Regions from separate parts of the Mus musculus genome. Here region 2 is linked to region 1. A link is a contact called in public Micro-C data. All regions are on one chromosome and are shown on one strand. Each heading gives the region's core, a stretch centred on a gene start, on an enhancer-like site or on the middle of the called end of the contact. The rest is flanking DNA. Distances are from core to core; before and after follow the strand shown.

Region 1 (6,995 bases), core at 2,497-4,996:
CTCACCGATGGCCCGGCTGCCCAGCATTGATTTCTAGAACTTGTTCCCCAGACTACCCAATTCACCTGTCCTTCCTGCTCAAGGACCCATGGCCCTGTGAAACTTCCCCAATACTTGCTTCAGAAAGCCACGATCAAGCTGGTATCTCTGCTTCAGAAGGGCTCAAATAGTTTAAAGTGCTTCTGAGCTATGAAGGTCAGAGTTGGGTAGGTCTACACTGACCCCTCCCCCCCAATTTCTCAGAGCTGAACTGTGTCCTTGGGTCCTTCTAGCTAGAACTTTAGCTTAGTCAAGCCTAGTGGATCCTGGGTCTGCTCCAGGGCCTATAGCTTGTCTTAGTGATGAGAAGAAAGGGTACCAGAAACTTCAAGGTGGCCAAGCTTCTGAATTTGTTGCTGATGACCCTCCCCCCACCACACACTTAGTCCCACTTTCACCTATCCAGCTCTGAAATGTATCCCATGGCCCCAGAGCTGCAGTAGAGTGGTCCACTCAGACTGGTGCACACAGTAGGTCAGGTAAAGACTGCTGCATCCTGGGTGAGTGTGGTCTCGGCATTCTGTGTATCCATGGAGCCTTGGGGGCAGAGTCACCGCCACCTTTTCCCACAGCCAGCACACAGGCCTCTGAGCCCCAGGATGTTTTATTTTGCCAGCTTGTATCCAGGTTCATGGTCCATGTCTAGCCAGCCTCGCACACCCAAGAATCTGCTAAGAAATGGAGAACGCTCCCCTCACCAATGCACAGTGACTAGCAGCAAACTAAAGAATGTCTTTTATTTTTAATAAAATAGTGGAGCATGAAAAATATCCTATATTACAGATATACAGAGGCAGGCATGGCCCTCCCTGGCTGGAGACAAAGTTTGTCTTCCCAAGTGCTTCAAGACCACTCATGGAAATCATTTGTTTAACAATTCAGAGAGTCAATAAGCCCTCTGGTGCTCTCCACTGGCTTCCCCCCCTCCCCCTTCCTCTCCACAAATCAGTCCCAGTGTGTAGAACACACTGGCTTGGTTTCCATTAAAAAGCCACAAAATGTATCAGGCTGAAGGCGCCCCCCCAACCCCCAACCCTGAGGCTTGAGCCTCTAAATTCTTTTGTTAGATGATTTCTTTTCTTGCCTTTTATTTACAACAAAATACTTTTTCTCTCTCTCATTTGTTTTGCTAGGGAGAGGGGGAAAATGTAAAAAAAAAAAAAAAAAAGTATTGCACACCATTTGAATTCTCCAGTGTTAGATCTGCAGTGGGGTGAGAGGGTAGCGTGGGCTCTGTGTTGGGAGAAACATGGCTATGAAGGCTGGGGAAGTGACTCTCTTTTAAGGGATCTGCAGGCAGACCTTGGGCTGGGGGGGGTGTCACCTCTTTTATCCCCTCTCCTCCTCACCTTCCCTCCCACCCATACAGCAGCCTAGCTGGGGGAGTGAGGGAGGGAGAGCAGGCCCTTGGGTGGCTCACTGGCTGCCCCCCCCCCCCCCCAGGAAAGCTCTTTAGCTTACAAAGGAGCTCTCCAGCCTCAAGTTTATGCACAGGCAGCAAAGCCTTCTGAATACACAGCTGTGTGCTTGAGGCCTAAACAAAAGTTTTCTGGAGGGCGGTTGAATCAACTACTTTACCACAAATTAGTTACACAAGAGGCTCCCTCCTTAATGAGCGACCCTTCAGGGAGGCAACAAACTGAACAGAACCCTTTACATTCAGCTGTTCTGAACCTCAAGGTAGACTTCATGTATGTGTAAATATATGCATATATATGCACATGCATACACATACATGTATATATATATACATATTCTTTTTACTTTGATTTACCAACAACCAGCCAACCAAGAAAAGCTGCCCATTTGGGCTCCGAATGTCCTGTTCTTGCAGCCAGCTCTGCCTTCACACGCAGGCTGAAGGCTGGGCGGGCAGTTCATACTTCCCAAGGTGAGGTTTTTGGGGGTGCTGGGCTTTTTTGTAGATCCCTGCACTGGTGACCACACTGGCTGGTTTCCTCCGGCTTTTTCTCTTTAGCCCCCGGCTGCATACGTGTTGCCAGGACTGCAGGGTCTTGGAAGTCCAGACCCACACCCCACTGGTGATGCCCACCACCAGCAGCATGGACACTTTGACCATGAAGACCTCCACGGCAGGGATGGAGGTGGTCATCAGGCAGTCAGGTGTCTTGGTCTGATTGTTCATCTTACACTTGTGCTGGGTGGCCAGCATCTTCCAGTAGTCCATGTTGAGGCGTTCATAAAAATAGCAGGCAATCACACAGGTGGCCGGCACAGTGTAGAGGAGGGAGAAGACCCCTATGCGTACCATGAGCTTCTCCAGCTTGTCCGTGTTCTCCCCACCCGTTTTCATCACCCTCCGGATGTGGAATAAAGCCACAAAGCCGGACAGGATGAAGGAAGTGCCGATGACTAGGTAGCAAGCCAGCGGGACCAGCACGAAGCCGGTCAGAGCATTGACATCCATGCTGCCCACATAACACACACCAGTGAGCTCATCCCCTGCCACCCTGCGCATCACCAAGATCAAGATAGTCTTCACAGCCGGGATGGCCCAAGCTGCCAGGTGAAAGTAGCTGCTGTTGGCTTCAATGGCCTCATGGCCCCACTTCTTTCCAGCAGCCAGGAACCAAGTGAGGGTGAGGACCACCCACCATAAAGAGCTGGCCATGCCGAAGTAGTAAAGTACCAAGAAGACTAAGGTACAGCCCGTGCTCTCCAGTCCTTCCTGGATAACATACAGCTGCCCACTGTCCCGGTCACAAGCGATGCTCTCCGCGCCCGCGAAGAGGCGGATGATATAGCCCACCGAATAAACGCAGTAGCACATGGAGAGGAAGATGATAGGACGTTCGGGGTACCTGAAGCGCGATGGGTCGATGAGGAAGGTGAGCACGGTGAAGGCGCTGGAGAAGAAGCACAGCACGGACCAGATGGCCAGCCAGACCACAGCGAAGCGCTTGTCGTCGCGGCTCCAATACACATCCACCCCCGGAGTGCAAAGCGGTGCGCAAGATTCGCTCTTCTCCACATGGTGGAACTTGCCTGGGTTGTCACAACCTGCGCGCCCCGGACCCCCGTCCTTTAGTGGGTGCTCCTGCGCGCTGTGGGGCCTCTGGGGCCTGAAGAGCGGAGGAAACATGCCAGAGCCCCGGCTGGGCTCATCCGAGCCGTTGTTGGGTGCCTCCATGCACAGGTAGTTGGGGTCGTTCTTGTTGGGGAGCTTGCTGCAATCCAGGGAGTCCGGCCACCTGAATTTGAACTGCTCCATGATCGGCGAGCACTTGAGCCGGGCCTGCTCGCACATGACCCGGCAAGCAGGGATGGGTGTGGAGACCTGCTCGGTGCACATGGGCGCGTACAGCGAACACAGGAAGAAGCGAAGGTGGCTGTGGCAGCCGTACTCCACGAGCGGCGCGAACTCGTGCAGTTGGATGGCCGCCTCGCGCTGGTTCTCGTGACCCATCAGGTTGGGCATGCGGGTGGTGTTGTAGCCGATGTCCTTGCACATGGGAATCTCCACCGGCTGGCACTTGCCGTCTCCAGGGCGCTCTAAGTCCATGGAGCTGATGGCCGTGCACGAGCCTATCATCACCTGCAGCACCAGCCACAGGCGCGGGCCCGGGTGTTGCATGGTGGCGCCCTCAATGTCCCAGCGCCGCTCAGGGCCGCCGCTCCCGGGCACGGGCTGTTGCTGCTGCCCGCGGCTCCGCGCCCCGGCTCGGGCCCCCGCGCATGCCCATCCAGTCTGGCCGGAGCGCTCGCGGCGCCCGGGGCCACCGCGGTGGGCGCGCGGCCTCAGCGGAGTCGGGGGGCGGCGGGGGAGGGGAGCGAAGTTTGCAAACAATACGGCGGAGCGAGCGCCGCTCAGCGCGCAAACTTTGGCCTCTTCTTCCGGGCGCGGGCGATCGCGGACCGCGGTGGGGCAGCGCGGGCACACCGTGGCCCTGGGCCCTGGAGCTCCTCCCTCCCGGCGCCCGCAGCTGCTTCCAGCACGGCGTCCCGGGATGAGAAGACTTGCAAAGAGGCAAAGAGTAGCAAAGAGGGAAAAAAAAAAAAAAAAAAAGCAAAGCCGATTGGTGACAGGCCCCGCCTCCGCCCGCCGCCCCGCCCCGCTGCTGCTTTGCATCAGAAAGCCTTGCGCCCCGGGCAGCCTCCGCCCTCAGCCCCAGCTTGGGGCTGGACCCCAGCCTCCAGCCTCACCTCCTGCCGGCCTCTCTGCTTGCCCTCCCCGCCCCAGAGGGGGGGTGGGAGGCCTTGAGATTGTCCCCGGTACCCCAAGGACGCCGAGGTTACGGGAAGTTTGGGGACTCGGGTAAGGGTGGTCCTCACCCGGGGTTGGGGGCTGGGGACGCATCTTCTACTTTTACGACCGGGCCCTGGCGGAGGGCACTTTCAAAGAGACACGGGATTTGCGTTTTATGACCGTGCTCATAAAAAAGTGGCCCCTCGGCTTGTAAAGCTGCCCGCATCTTCCCGAAGCCGGGGGTTTGCTGCCCGGGGCGCGGAGCTCGGACTCCGGGGAGGGGCTGCCTTTGAAATTTCAAAAGGGCCGAGTGCAGGGGAGGGGGAGGGGACTTGGGAAGCCGGAGTTTAGGGCCTCTTCTGCAAGGTCTACTCAAAGAAAGAAGGGAGGGGGCGGGGAGGAGACTTTCCGGGCCGCTGACACCCCGCACCCCGAGAAGAGGGGCTTGGCTTGAATCGTGGTGACCCTTGCCCCGCCAAGGCCACCGTGTTGGGGACCATCGCGCCAAGCCGGCTGGTGGTTTCTCCAAGCGGCTGAGTTTATTTATTATAGGAAGTTGTGTATTTATATTATTTGGCGAAAGATGTGCTCGGCCTGCGTCCTCCTGGGAGGCGGAGGCTGAGCCCCGGCCTACACGCGCACGGCTGGTTCCCACGCAGAGTGGTGGGGCCTCTCCGTGCCTTGCTATGCTGGCTCCTGCCCCTTGGTTGGTTTTGGGCTAATCTGTGATAAGGACACAGAGCTTCAACCTCCTTCCCCCGCACAGGGAGTGAGTGCACCATGGGAGCCCACCGCAGTCCTTAGATGTCCGAGAGATCTGGGGTGCGGCACCTGTCGCGGACTCTTGGCTTTGGATAAACAGCCCTCAGGGCGGTGGCCCACTCTCTCCTTAGACCCCACCCCACCCCCATTCAGGTCTGCGTTTTAAGTGTCTGGGAAACTACCAGGACCTCCAGTGCGGACTCCCCCAACTGCATAGGTGCAGCTAAGTCCCCTGCTCATCTTTCGGCCAGTCAGTCTTGCGCACCCCAGGGCCGAGTTGGGTGCACAGATGCCTGGAAGCCTTCAGTGGCTCCAGCCAAGCCAGGAACGAGGCTACCCAGGACCCCTCCTCCCCGCCCTGCCTTGCGCTTCCTGCAGAGGATCGACTTCTAATTAAAACAAGGCTTCAGCGTCCCATCTGCAGGGAGTTCTTCCTCTTTACCCCCCTTTCATTTGTCAGACATAGCGGACAGACCTGAGGCTGGGACACTCCCAGGACCTGCTGAGTCCTGGGGGTGGGGGGCGGAGGGGTGTGCACAGGCTCATGCCTCACCTTTAGATCCCCTGGTCCCCTCTGCCTTTCACGGGAGGAAGTTGGATCCGTGGAAACAGCGGTCCGGAAGACTGAGGTTAACACAGTCAGAATCACCACCCACCACCGTGTTAGTGACCCAAGAAAAACCTGCGGTGTGGTGAACGCTTGCGGCTTGGATAAGGATGGTTTACTTAGATATTTATAGTTTAGTACGCTGTTTCCAAAACCTTTTAAGTCAGGTAAGATTCTTGGGCTATCGCTTAGCTTTAAGACAGACTAGTTTGCAAGGGGTCCTTCCTGACACTTTTGCCTTCCGTTTTCTCTCTCTCTCTCTTCTAATTCCACACTCCCCCCCCCGCCCCTTGGGGCGTGGGGGGCGTGGAAGTAGCCTGGGTGAGCTCAGCTCCGGAGCAGGGTGTGAGCTATTTGAGACTGCCCCACGTAATTGGTCTTTTATGCTCTGGTTACTTCTACAGTGTTCCGACCTTTTATTTTAGCTATGATCACTTCACGTTCCTTTCTTCTCTCCCCCAACCCCCGGGACTCCCTTAAAATATATTAAGAGAAGAAAAAGCTAACAGAATTTCTTCCATCTGCCCAACCTAGTATAGAAAAAGAAAGGAAAGCAACAAATAGACATTAGTATCTAAAAATAAGGGCCCCGAGATAGCGAGAGTGGAAGGCAACGCTAATAAATGAAAGGACCCCTTTGATGGCTCCAGCTGAAAAGATATTTTATTTTTCTCTCTCCTGTGTGTGGGATTTGAGACGAGTGACTCCAGAGCAGCCGGGTCCCCTGCTGCTCAGCCCTGGCTCGGAAACCGGCCCCCCTCTGGCAAGCGTTATGGAGAGCTGGGAGGAATTTTATGGCTGTCTCTCTCCCCTCGGCTCTTTTTTTTCTTTTGTCTTCTTTGAAGAACGACTTTAGACATTTTATTTACATATTTAACCAGGGATAAAAGAGGGAAGAGAAAGCTTTGGGGTGGGGTGGGGGGGACTGGCCTGGGAATAGAGCTATGTTTAAATTAATGGAAATCTTATTAGGTTTCTCAAAATTTGAGCAAGGGTTTCTAATGAAACTTGATAATTAAACATGATTTTAAATAGCATCCTAGAGCAAAGGGTACTTTGGACCCCAAATCTCCTAATATATCTATCTACGTGAGATTTCAAAATACTGTCTGTAGATATTAGCGTAGAGTTCTTGCAAATGTCTACCAAGGAGAGTGCAAGGTATTCTGGAAGGAATACTCTTTAAGAGTCAGATGGTGTCTTGAGTTAAATAATTTTGGAGGTGGTGGGGAGTTGAAAGGAAGGCCCTGTTTAATTGGTAAAGTCAGAAGTTAAAAAAAAAAAGAAAAGATTCTCTGCCATGGGTCTCAGTGGTAATCAAAGCTGCATCCTTCCTCAGTATGGGTGAAGGAACCATAAAGTCTTGAGAGGGGTTTCTGA
Region 2 (7,016 bases), core at 2,392-4,891, 410 kb before region 1:
TCAAGTGTGTATTTATCTCAAACATTTGCTTTTTTAGTTTCAAGATGTGTGACACATTTTCAATGCCTGATTTTGAAAGTGGATTCTTAATAAGCTGTGTCAACAGCCACTATGCGCAGCATAACTGTGCTATTTATATGATAATTACAAGGTGTCATTGGCTTAACAAAATACCACAAACTGGGACCCTTAATAGGACAGAAATGGATCCCCTACCCCGCCCTGGTATTAATCCGAAGGCCTCACAGTTGCTAGGCAAACGCTCCTACTGAGCTGCATCCTCCAGCCATCCATCTTGTTACACTTCGCTTGGAGACAAATATCTCATTAAATTTCCCAGAATATCCTTGTATTCACTCTGCAGCCCAGGTTGGACTGGAACCTGGGTTCCTCCTGCCTGTCTTCTGAGAACCTGGGGTGACATGCCTGCACCACCAAGCCCTGCCAGAGATGTTTCTGAAAGTCTGAAACCCAGGAGTGGGCAGGCCATGCTATCTTTGAAGGCTCCTGGGGATATGTCCCCAGCTGCCCCCCTGGGCTTTTGAGTTTCTGGTATTCGTGGCCACCCCTTGGTTTGTAGCCACCTGGCTGCAGTGACACAGTCACCACATCCTGCTGTATTATCTGTCTACATGTCTGTCTCTCACTCTCCTCCTCTAGGAACACTATTGCTGAAGTAGAGCCCTGAGTCACGACTTCATCTCACATTAAGCTGAACTGCAAATGGTCCTTTCTTCTCAAAGGTCCCATTCATAGTGAGAGGGGGTTACAATCCAACATCTCTGTCTGCGGATGTAACACAACCCTTACAAGACGGAGTTCCCACACTCCTATCCAAGCCTGTAAACCCAGAAGGATCACACATTCAAGGCCAGTGTGGGCTACAGAGAAAATTCAAGGCCAGCCTGAGCAACTGATGAGACCCTGTCTAAGAACTGAAAACTATAGAGAGAGCTGGGGGTACAGCTCAGTGGTGAAGTGTTCACCCAGCATGAATAAGGGCCAGCACTAGGGGAAAAAAAAAACCCAATAGTTTACAATATGCGTGGGTAGCATGTCTCAGATGTGAAGCCCAACTTTAAGATCACTTAGTAGTAGGGGCTGGAGAGATGGCTCAGCGGTTAAGAGCACTGACTAATCTTCCAAAGGCCCTAAGTTCAATTCCCAACAACCACATGGTGGCCCACAACCATCTGTAATGGGATCTGATGCTCTCTTCTTACCATAAGACAGCTATGATGTATTCATATATGTAAATAATATAAATAAATATATTTTTTAAAAAAAGATCACTTTGTAGTTGTTTCATTCTCTTGGTCCCCACAGTGTCTCCATGCTACCTGGATTTTTTTTTTTTTAGCATGTTTTCCCATTGAAACAATACAGAACTAGATTGTTGTTGTTGTTGTTGAAACAGGGTCTCACACTATGTAGTCTGTGTTGGCTCAATTTTGTATCATTCCTGCTTCAGCCTCCAGATCCTGTAACTACAGGTAGGAGCCACACTCAGAATAGAAATGTAACCTTCAACCTGCTTTTGTTCCCAGACATAGTATGACATGTCTGAGATCCCAGCATTTAGAAGGCTAATGCAGGAGGGTCAGAAGTTCATGTCATCCTCAGCTACATGGGGGTGGGGGGGGGGGGAGGTTTGAGGCCAGCCTGGAGACTTTGTCTCAAAGAAACAAAGCAAAACAAGACTGCCCTCACGACCTAAAGCCTTCTATCTTTAGAGTTTAAATGTTTTTTATAAATTATATACATGCTTGGCCGGGAGATGGTGGCACACACCTTTAATCCCAGCACTCAGGAGAGGTAGAAAGGTGGATCTCTGTGAGTTCAAGACCAGCCTGGTCTACAGCTCTAGTTCCAGGACAGCCAGGAATACACAAAGACAACCCTGTCTGGAAAAAGACAAATCCAAAACCAAAATAAAAGACGACAATAAAAACAAAACAGAAAACAAACAAACAAACAAAAAGTTCTCTTCTCCCTCCATCTTTCCTTCCCTCCTTCCTTCCTTTTTTCTTCTCAGATCTGCCTTGCTGCCTGAAGCATTAGTCCTAGACCGTGTCCAACTCGGTTCATATTTGGGGAACACCAACATAAGGATAGGCTCCCGTGCAAATTTGTGACACAGTACTGGTAAGTGTGCCCCATCTTGCAGAGACTTAGCTCACACGCTAAGAATGAAAGCCACCGGCCGGTGAGATGGCTCGGCAGTTAGAAGTATTTCCCACCAAGCCTGGCCTGAGTTCTGTCTCAGGAACCTACATAGTTGAAAAGAACCAAATCCTGAAAGTTGTTCTCTCATCTCTACATGTGTGCTACCCATAAGTAAATGTGTGTGTGTGTGTGTGTGCGTGTGTGTGTGTGAGAGAGAGAGAGAGAGAGAGAGAGAGAGAGAGAGAGGAAGTTGGATAGGGTAACTTTCCCTCACAGTTGGAGCCTGTCATGGTAGGAGAGTTATGTCAGCGGGTTGAGGTATCTGGTCACATGGCATCCACAGTCAGGAAGCAGAAAGTGATGGATGCTGGCACTCAGCTCACTGCCTCCTCTTTTTGAATCAGGACCCCAGAACGTGGGATGGTGCTGCCCACAGTTAAGAAGAGTTTCCCCTTGTCAATTTCCCTAATCTAGACAATCCCTCCTAAAGGAGCCCAGAGGCTTCTCTCTTTGGTGACAATCAAATTTTACCATCACTGGGGTATTGGCTCTCTAGGAGGGGCACACCTCTGGTCTTCCCCACTCTCTACCCTATGCACACCTCTGTGCTGGTGTTAGGTGTTAATCGGTCTCCTTTCCTGGGTTGTTATTTGACTGTGAAATGTCTTTGCAGACTCCTGTGTTGGAATACTTGTTTCTCAGCTGGTGGCAGGCTTTTGGGAGGTTGTGGGACTTTTAGGAAGGGTGGTCTCACTGTAGAAAGTGAGTGGCTGACAATCTACCCTCGAGGGCTCTAGCCTGGACCACACCTGTCATGTCTGCCTTGGCCTCCTGTCCCTCCAAAATGTGAAGGGTTAAGGTTAATGTCCCCTCTTCCCCCCCTCCCCCAACATTGGCGGCCATCTGCAGCCATAACTTTTCTGACACAATGAACTTTAGCCCCTGAGACCATGAGCCAATATAAATCCTTCCTCCCTTACTTAGCTTTTGATGGGTAGACTGCCACAGTGACCAGAAAAGCAACCGCTTTGCCTGATTCTCCCACCAGAACTGCATCCAGGGTGGGACCTGCAGGTTTTCTTTGAGGACCCAGGTGTGGAGCTCTCAGGGTTAGGTGATCAATCGGTGAGCCTACCTTATTCTAATTCCTTTGCTGTCAGTGTGTGCTGTAATGGTGAATTTAGAATTTTGCTTTTTCCGCTGTTGGGCTTTAAATCTAGGGCATGGTGGGCAAAGGCTAACCACTGACCTATAGCCCCAGCTCTCGAAAGTTTTAAGTAAACAAAACGAGCGAAAGTGCAGAAACCAGCAAGGATGGACAGTGTGTTAACTAGTCAAGCCACGCAGCGAGAGGACTTTAGGCCAGGCCCCGCCCCTAGATGGAACCACACCCACTTCCCCACCCCTCGCGACGACCCGCCCAGGTGCCTTGGGTCCCGCGGGAGGGGGTGGGGCAGGCGCAAGCGCAGAGAGCGCGGGCGCGGTTGCCGTGGCAGCGCCTGCCCGAGGGAGGGCGGCGGCGCGGGGCCAGGACCCCGGCAGGCAGAGGCGGCGACGCGGCCACCGGAGAGTGTGCGGCGGGGCAGCTGAGCGGCGGGTGCCCCGCCCTGCTGGCCGGTGGGGATGCGGGACCGGCTGCCCGACCTCACGGCGGTGAGCAGAAAGCCGCATAGCGGTCTGAGCCGGCGGGCGAGCTGTTGTGGGTCGGGCAAAAACCCCAGGAAGAACCTGGGGAGTTGGGGTGGAGAGACGCAAGGAGGGGAGTCCAGAAGCAAGACCTTAGGAGGAGTCTGAGTAGGGGGACGGAGGGGAGTCCAGGAGGGGAACCTGGGGAGGGAGCTCCGAGGAGGAACGCCCCTGGAGGCAACTGGGCAGCGTCTCTAGGAGGGAATCTAATAAGAGGGTTCTAGGAGCCCCGGGGCCTCCAGAGGCTTCGGTGTCTCCAGGGATGGCAGGGCGTAGTCTTCAGGAAGGATCCAGGCAGCCTCCTAGCAGGGTCCCAGGGAGCTTTCGGTTCTTCAAGAGTCACAAGATGCACAAGAGGAACCCAATCGGTGTTTCTGAGCAGAGTCTCAGGGAAAGGGCTCTGGGGTCCTTGGCGTCTTCAGGGGTGTTAGGGTGGGGCTTCAGGAGCATTCTTGGGAGGTCTCCAGGAGACCCTGGTCAGGGCTGCATGCAAGTCGATTCTTGCGACAAGGCTCCTGGTCTTCCTTGGGTTCCAAGGGTCACAGTTTGTTGGGACTCCAGGAATGGGCTGTGGGAGAGGTTCGGGGCCGGTGCTGGGAGCATCTTACAGGGCACTTCTGGGCACAGATGCTGGTAGGTGTCTGAGGTGAGTCCTCTCCGCCTGCCCTGGCACTACTCCTGTGTACCGATGTTTGGGTCGGAGTCCTCTTGGCCACCTGACAGGGTTGATTTCAGTGGGTGAGAGTGTGGCTCAGGGTTTTAGGCAAGGAGCAAGGGCTGCGCTTGGGCTGATGTTGGACTGCCTGCCTGTTTTTTTTTTTTTTTTTTTTTTTTTGCAAGGCTCTTATCACAGCCTCTCCAACTGCCTGCCCCACCCTGGATGATACCCTTTCTAACTGCTTTATTTCATGGCCTGATACAGAATGCTGTGCTGAGTCTCTCACAGACACCCCACACAAACCTGGAGCTCAGGGGCTAGGTACCTGCTTCGGTCAGCACTACCCACTGGGGGCCAGAACTGTATTTACGTTTTAACACAGGCTTTTAGTCACTAGTGAGCATTTTGAGAAGAGAAAAGCTGAGCTTTTTAACGGGGAGTGTGTATACAGTATATCTGCATTTGCAGCGGTCAGTTATTGTACCCAGTTTTGGGGTAGATGTGACATTCAGAACATATATACAGTGCAGGCCCAGTCATGGCGTTTGGCCCTACCCTTTCAGGTGTTTATCATTCTTTTGGGATGAGAACTTCAAGACCAGCCAGGCTGTGGTGGCGCACACCTTTAATCCCAGCGTTTGAGAGACAGAGGCAGGCAGATCTCTTTTGAGTTCAAGGCTAGCCTGGTTTACAGAGTGAGTTCCAAGACAACCAGGGCTACAGAGAGAGAAACCCTGTCTTAAGAAACAGAGAGACAACCTCAAGACCCTCCTCACTGGCTACTGCAGGCATCAGCCACAGCCACGCACTGCGATGCAGAACGTTGGAAGGCAGTCTTTTCCATCCAGCCGGACCCCAGAGCCACCTGTGTGCGCTGCTCACGTCCATTCTTCCCAGACCCTGTAACCAGTCTGTTCTCTGCTCCCTTGAGCACAGCAGCTTTTACATGTCTACACACGGAGCATCTGTGTTGCTGTGCTGATAGGCTTTATGACCCCCCCACTGGCCTGGGGGAGTTTGTTGGGGGGGGGAGACCCTTGGCTGGATTGAGGGGGAAACCTGGGAAGGAGAGCAGTTTGCAAACTGCCAGCGCTGGACTCTTGGCAGGTTTTGTGGACCGCCTGGAAGAGCAGCAGCAGGTGGCGCCCTGTAGTGTCACAGCTCAGGTGCTAGGAGTGGGACCCAGAGCAAGTGTCCCTGGGCAGCTCTTTGGGACTGTTCCGGTGACTAGGTGCCGGATCCTCTTCTCTGTCACCACCACTTCCTTTTTAAATAATTTATTTATTTTTCTATTTGACGTGCATTGGTGTTTTGCCGGCACGTGTGTCTGTGTGAGAGTGTTGGTTCCTGGGGTCAGAGAAAGTTAGGCACTGTCGTGTAAGTGTTGGGAATTGAGTCCTGATCCTCTGGAAGAGCAATCTTAACCACTGAGCTGTCTCTCTAGCCCCTGCTTCTCTGGCCTTTAAGCGCTTCCGTGCTGTGCGCCTCCGGCCTCAACTCTGACAGTCCTCTGCGCCTTCCTGTTACTCCCTAGAGCTGTTGATCCGTTTCCTTCTATGCAATCACTGACCCTTGTGCTGCCGCTGCTGCTGCTGCTGCTGCTGACCCTTGTCTCCAGGTTTCTCCCCTATGGCTGCTGCGACTCAATGTGCTTTCAGGCCCTCTACTCCACTGTGAGAGCTTGCTGCATCTGCCTTTCTCCACACCACCAGTCCCCTCACCACTGCGAGCGGGTGGAGCAAGACCACTTGAAAGAAGCCTGTACAGGGCACTCACCAAATGAGCTGGACAGCCTGGTTATATAGACCGGAGAAGTGCGGACCCATCACAGACCTCCTTTGCCAAGGAAAGTTTGTGTTTGCACCACCCCAACACTGCCTCTTCGGGATCCACCCACTGATTTGGGGGGGGGGAAATGGTTACAGGGTTACCACAAGTTCACAAAGGCTTGTGGTAGGAGAAAGTTGAGTGGGGACTGAAAACCCTGGTAGAGGCTGTACCCTTAGGAGCTGGGGCACTCAGCTGCTGGCATTGTATAGGTTTCTCAGAGCGTGCAATGTTGCACATGGCTGGTGCTGGCCTAGGGTAGTCCAGATGGCTGGTTGACTGCCAGTGCTGTTGCTTAAGGCAGCTGGAGAGAGACAGAGAGCCGGACAGAGAGACAATTGCCTCATCCACCAATGGCTTTCTTTGCTTGCTGACAGGAAGCTGAACACAAGAGAGAATGCGTAGGATAAAACCCTAAGAGCCTGTCATTGTCCCTAACCCTGTTTAACAGTGATTTAGCTGTGTGCGTCACAAGGAGAGGGTCCTCCTTGTTCGTCTCAACTTCATCCACCACGACCAGCTTCGAGGTCCTTCTCTACTGCTGCACACAAAGTGGCCAAACTTTGCAGGTTGACCTTTTTTTCATGCATTCCGTCTCTCTGTGAAGATGCCACTACTGTGAACGTGGTGGTCACTGTGAAACTGGAGTTGGTTCAGGCCTCCAGAATCAAGTGGACTT

What was found. Hi-C and Micro-C count contacts between places; a contact is called where the count stands out from the background.
Region 2: a Micro-C map of embryonic stem cells shows a contact between it and region 1, with 2.6 times the contacts expected there. The contact joins the promoter of Stx2 here to the promoter of Fzd10 in region 1. A contact is called at or near these places in 1 of 39 promoter capture datasets (cranial neural crest), 2 of 484 Hi-C or Micro-C datasets (both in embryonic stem cells) and 1 of 115 datasets of contacts at active chromatin or transcription factors (the SCID.adh cell line).

Annotation. Positions count from the first base shown.
Region 1 is chr5:128,597,857-128,604,851 of GRCm38.p6, reverse strand. It overlaps Fzd10 (frizzled class receptor 10), which reads right to left and starts at 3,746. Exons shown (of 1, transcript NM_175284.3): 1 at 759-3,746. The coding sequence starts at 3,634. The coding sequence ends at 1,886. It overlaps Fzd10os (frizzled class receptor 10, opposite strand), which reads left to right and starts at 4,165. Exons shown (of 6, transcript NR_015517.2): 1 at 4,165-4,315.
Region 2 is chr5:129,005,197-129,012,212 of GRCm38.p6, reverse strand. It overlaps Stx2 (syntaxin 2), which reads left to right and starts at 3,641. Exons shown (of 11, transcript NM_007941.3): 1 at 3,641-3,819. The coding sequence starts at 3,790.